2 separate regions of the Zea mays genome follow, and region 1 is linked to region 2. The links are chromatin contacts, called in public Hi-C maps. All regions are on one chromosome and are shown on one strand. Each heading gives the region's core, a stretch centred on a gene start, on an enhancer-like site or on the middle of the called end of the contact. The rest is flanking DNA. Distances are from core to core; before and after follow the strand shown.

Region 1 (2,918 bases), core at 121-2,620, 480 kb after region 2:
CTTGCATTGTCGACATTGGCCAAGAAAAATAATTGATATGATCTTCCCTTATATTGCGGTTAATCCCCTCCTAGCTTGGGCATGCCATATCTACCAATGCACGCGAGGACGGCGAGGCTTGGGAGCGGCGAGAGGACGACGAGAACGACAAGGCGATGGAGCGGTGCTGTAGGCGTCAACCGTCAAGGGCTCGAGAGGGGTGACGGTAGGAGGGAATGGTGAGGCGGACAGACTCGGCAAAAATACCTAACGATCTCGATAGGATGGCGAGCAGGATACAGTAGCGAGCAAGAAAGAGAGCCCGTTAGATCGGATTTTAATCCTATTTTTTCTATTTTTGCATATACTAATCAATTTAGCTAGGTTTTTGGAGTTGCTCTAAGCATATATATGAAACAAAGTAGACAAACATGCTTACAACCTGTAACTGCCAATAAATAATATTTGTATCACATAAATCACAAAAAAATCCATTGTTTCTGAACTCCAGGAGTTCAAGAACTGGCACGCTTGATCAGCTTGGGAAGCATCTCATCAGCAAAATAAGAACAACCCGGTTGCTTTAACTCTTCGAAGGACAACTTCTTGTCGTACGCTTGCATGTGACGTATTTCTTTCAACCAGCCCTCTGACAGCTTCATAGTCTCAAGATTCAACAGACCGTTGAATTTGACATTATCTTCCTCCTTAAAGTCTTGGTAGCTCACCTTTGACTTGAACTCAAGATGTTCGATGTCACTTGTGAAAACACCAACCCAGCGGAGAGTGGGTACAACAAGATTGATATTATCATAACATAAGCGGATTCCATCGAGCCCCGTGCATAAACAGCAAGGATCTCTACACCTGATGGATTCGGGTCAAGAATCCATATACCAGGAGTTTGGTAATGGTCTTAAGAAGCTTCAAGAAATGTTTGGTTGAGAGTCCAGGCATACCCGATCCGGTCATGATAATGCAATTATGTCTGTTGTGAAAGTTCATCTGTTCCAGACATAGTATGCTTCTCCACAACAAGGACATAAGAAGTTTGTGGATAGTCGTCCAGTGATGTGCAATGATATTTATTTAGGTAATCGCTGTGTACGTGAATTATGATCCTGACACGTATATTTGTATTCATTTTGACTTCTAAAATCGGATGTGACAGTTAGACAGATTGTGATGTCTTGTACAGCAAACTAAACAACCCTTAAACAACATACATAAATTTGCAAGCAAGTCGATCCCCAAACGAAAACACGTGCCCGCCGGCTGCTCCACCTGACCAGCTCCGGTGTCACACTCGCCAGTCGCCACCTACTCCGCAGGCATCCCTATCTACAATTACACACTTCCGTTGTGCCGCAGCGGCACACTTCCAGTGCCGAGCAACAAGCTCGTTTCCGCATACGCCCAAGGCGAGGCATTTCATCGAACATAACGACCCCCCGTTCCAAACCATGCCGCTCACGAAGCTCCACCCCTCCCTCGCCGCCGCCTCCACGCTGACCCCGAAGCATAGCCTGAACGCAAACCGCGTTGTGGCCCTGACCCCGTCGGCGTCCCACCGCAGCGGCGGTCTCCGGGTCTCCGCCGCCTCGGTGGCGGCGGCGCAGCCCACACCGGCGTCACCTGCAGCGGGCGCTGCGGCGGCACTGAGCCGCGTGGACGTGCTGTCGGAGGCGCTCCCGTTCATCCAGAGGTTCAAGGGCAAGACGGTGGTGGTCAAGTACGGTGGCGCGGCGATGAAGTCGCCGGAGCTGCAGGCGTCGGTGATCCGCGACCTGGTCCTGCTGTCTTGCGTCGGCCTCCGCCCCATTCTCGTCCACGGCGGCGGGCCCGAGATCAACTCCTGGCTGGCGCGCGTCGGCGTGGAGCCTCAGTTCCGCAACGGGCTCCGCGTCACCGACGCGGTCACCATGGAGGTCGTGGAGATGGTGCTTGTGGGCAAGGTCAACAAGCAGCTCGTGTCCCTCATCAGCCTCGCGGGTGCCACCGCCGTCGGGCTGTGCGGCAAGGACGCGCGCCTCCTCACCGCGCGGCCCTCCCCTGACGCCGCCTCCCTCGGCTTCGTCGGCGAAGTGACGCGCGTGGACCCCGCCGTACTCCACCCCATCATCGCGTCCGGGCACATCCCGGTCATCGCCACCGTAGCGGCCGACGAGGCCGGGCAGGCTTACAACATCAACGCCGACACCGCCGCCGGGGAGATCGCGGCAGCGGTGGGAGCCGAGAAGCTTCTGCTCCTCACGGACGTGTCCGGCATACTGGCGGACCGCGATGATCCAGGGAGCCTGGTGAGGGAGGTGGACGTCGCCGGGGTGAGACGGATGGTGGCCGAGGAGAAGGTCGGCGGCGGGATGATTCCCAAGGTGGAGTGCTGCATCCGTGCCATCGCCCAGGGGGTGCGCACCGCCAGCATCATCGACGGCCGCGTCCCGCACTCGCTGCTGCTCGAGATCCTCACGGACGAGGGCACCGGCACCATGATCACCGGATAAAGCTGCCTTGTTATTTGTTTGCAAGAGGGGGTTTGTGCGACACATTGACATCGGTTGGAATTGTTTTGCACAACGCACCCAACGGTCTGTTTTTTCGCAAACGAAATATGAGCTTTTAAACTCAACCAAATATAAGTGTCTTTCCATGAGATATCTGAGATTTATGTTGTTCAAGGAACGAATCAAATCAAAGTCAGCATGTAACTTTATTTATTATACAAATAATTTTATTATGCTGGCCATTTCAACAGTTAGTACTGTATATCCTTCAAATGAAGGACTGCAAACATAATTTTTCTGACGCTGGACTAGGAAGCGTAAATATGACCCAGAACAACAACATTCCCATGTCTGATCTGCCAGGGTTAAATGATACAACCAAAGTATAGGTAATTTTTTTTGTGTAACCTATGAAGCTTGGTGTATTCTACAAAA
Region 2 (3,130 bases), core at 475-2,974:
ATGGTAGGTCGTGAGAGTTTTGTATTGCATGCGTGCAAATTTTGAATGACATTTTAGTTTCCACTGTATACACACAAAAGTTGGATGACAGGAATCACGCAAAAGCATAAATTCTCATAGAAAGTTGAACAAATATCTACACTGCGCATCATAGTGGATGAAAAAGTTCTAATATGTGTCCAATCAATAGCCCCATGCATAAATAATAATTGGAGAAAAGTCGTCTTCACACGCGGACGCCTTTGGGATCCGCCACCGCCGCCACACTCACCTCGGATGCGCGTCACCGTCACGCGCACCTTAGGTGGTTGCCGCTGCGGCGCGACCTTGGGGAGCCACCGCCGTCGCGCGTCTTAGGTGGCCACCGCTGAGGTGCGGCCATGGGGAGCCGTCATCGTCGCACGCACATCTAGGAACCGTCATTGCTCTTCGCACCTATGGGATGCAGTTGTTGTCGCTTGTGCCTAAGAGAGGCCGCCGTCGCAGCTCCGGCCTCGAATGGCCGTCGCTGTCGTGCTCCCTTAGGAACCGCTGTCGTGCGTGTATCGGTGGTGTGGGGGCGCCATCGCTCATGCATTGTGATGGGGGCGTCACTGCCGACGCCGCTAAAAAATGGAACCCTAGGGCTCTGGGGCTTCTTTTATAGACGCCCGAGACCTGATGCGACTAAACTGGATACAACGTTAGATTTGGGCTTCCTTGCTTATTTTGGAAGCCTAGGTCTCCAAATATATAATTCCTAGATTTAAGTGTATATTAGGTATGTGCCCGTGCGTTGCCACGGGGCGGGGGAGCGTGGGGCTCCTAGTCTATAAATATATTTTTTGTTTATTTGTAAACACTAAGGTACATGTGGTCTGGTGGTTAGCCCCAAATTTCTGGAGTAGAGAGGGGTGGGTTTGAGTGCTCGTTCTACACTATTTTTTGCGGTTAGGTTCTTAATAGAATCATATAGATTATTTCTAAACACTAAGGTACATGTGGTCTGTTGGTTAGCCCCAAATTTCTAGAGCAGAGGAGTGTGGGTTCAAGTGCTTGTTCTGCACTTTTTTTTGCGGGCGCCGGGCGTGAGGAGGGTGAAGCTTTCTTAATAGAATAGTATAGATATATAGCTTGACGAAGTGTAGATGAAGTACATAATGATACTAGATAATCTAATGCAGTATTTATGTCGAATATACCAAAGGGTTCGAGTGCTCGTTCTGCACTATTTTTTGCGGGCGCTGGGCGTGAGGAGGGTAAAGCTTTCTTAATAGAATAGTATAGATATATAGCTTGACGAAGTGTAGATGAAGTACATAATGATACTAGATAATCTAATGTAGTATTTATGTCGAATATACCAATATTTATAGAGTATATACTTATACTTATTTTATTTATTACTATAATAATAGTATAATTTACGTAACAAGATTTACAATATTTTAAAATAACTACATAAATATATTTAAACTGATAAATGACTATATACATACATAATATTATTTATTAAAGATGGGATACTCCTAGGAGTAGAATAAAATTTGCCATAGGATCACCCACTTTTAGCCCATGAACCATGCTGCAACTCAGCCCATGAACCATGCTGCAACTCAAACTCGTACTTTGTATGTTTGTTTACATGGGCCGGACTAAAATTATCGGGATGACGCAACTGATCCGAAGGACTGTGTCACCCACCAATCCTGCAATCCAGCCCACGCACTACGACTAGTCCCTTCCTGGCTTCGTTCCGTCCTCCGAGACCCTCCCCAAGTCAACAACGTACACAAACACACGCCTAGGCGCTCTTCCGCAGTTCCGCTGCAGCACCGCCTCTAGTACTCCCAGCGTCGTCGTCCTCGGTCCGCTCGCCGCGAGCGGCTTGTTCGGTTAGGGCATGTACAATGGGTGTCTTAAGTTGTGTCTTAGAGTGTGTCTAGGGGGGTGAATGTAAAAAAACTCAAGACACGTATCTTGACGAAGACACGGTGTCTTAGCTCTATGTTCGAGACAGGAGACTAGCTGATTGGTCACTTTAATTTATTGAATGCTCTGATTGGTACAATGAATATCGTAAGACACATGTTTTAGACATGACCACTGTATTATGTTGTGTTTTAGTTATATCTTGTACTTGGAGTACCGTGCAGCAGTGTCTAGGTTGTACATGCCCTTAGGGTAGACTAAGAGTCGCATCCATCATCTACACTTCGTAGAGACAACATATATAAAACAATGAGGCTCTGTTTGTTTACTTTTATTTTGAGAAATTGGAATCTTACTAATCGAATAGGCTAATTTTTTAGAATGTGACATTTCATCACTTTTCAAAGTTATCATATAAGCCTATCTCAAATTCACGGGGTAAGAGATTGGAAATTAATTTTATAGATTTACATGTTATGTTTCCGATGTACAACTTATACCACATTATTCTACTTGCTTTTCTATAACATAAATGTAGTATATAATTATCTCTCTCATATGATTTAGAATAATATACAAATATATTACATATATATATGAACTTAATTAGTTTTGTCTAAATTATAATTATTAAAACGGAATTCAATTCCAGCGAAACAAAATGGGGCCAGAGCCTATTTGTTTCAGCCTTTTTGATGATTCTGGTCGCTAGAAGCTACTGCGGATGCTAAATGCCTACTTTTCACCCCGCTTAGAACCTCTTTGGTGAAAATCGTCCGAAACCAACATGAATACGTATCGGCTGAGTCGTGGTGACAGTAGGAATCTGTCGCTTTCTAGATCCAAACCTCATGAACTACTTCATTTTTCTCCGCACGTAATTCCCACGATATTCAGATTCTTCGTACAACCAGATTCTCAAAGAAGTTCGTCAGAAAAAGCCAAACCAAACATATCAAATATATGTTTTCCCACACAACATTACACTACAATGCTGGTTAGCCACTAGTATAATCAAGTATATATGAGTTAAGAGCACCAAGAAAGACTCAAACTATCTTGATAATGGCTCATTATTCTTTAGTCAAGGGCACATATCAACCTTGACTTTTCTAGTTCTCATATTTTTAACTGATTGTGTTTAGCAATAGTTGATGTGAAACTAATCATATAACAACTTATCAATCTCAAGATTTATCGTCTTAGTCTGTCGCAGGAA

The links. Hi-C and Micro-C count contacts between places; a contact is called where the count stands out from the background.
Region 1: a Hi-C map of tassel shows a contact between it and region 2, with 2.0 times the contacts expected there. The contact joins the promoter of LOC100273023 here to the enhancer-like site in region 2. A contact is called at or near these places in 2 of 25 Hi-C or Micro-C datasets (ear and tassel).

The regions. Positions count from the first base shown.
Region 1 is chr4:157,751,582-157,754,499 of Zm-B73-REFERENCE-NAM-5.0, forward strand. LOC100273023 (Acetylglutamate kinase chloroplastic) reads left to right here and starts at 1,371. Exons shown (of 1, transcript NM_001147473.1): 1 at 1,371-2,732. The coding sequence starts at 1,443. The coding sequence ends at 2,483. It overlaps LOC103653870, which reads right to left. Exons shown (of 5, transcript XM_008680681.4): 5 at 2,666-2,918.
Region 2 is chr4:157,267,292-157,270,421 of Zm-B73-REFERENCE-NAM-5.0, forward strand. No RefSeq gene overlaps it. Among protein-coding and RNA genes, the nearest start is that of LOC118476960, 13 kb to the left of the region's middle. Within about 2 kb of position 1,725, at least 16 of the 20 cell types and tissues checked have an H3K27ac peak or open chromatin away from gene starts, as enhancers often do. A contact at or near this core is called in ear and tassel, where this site is marked.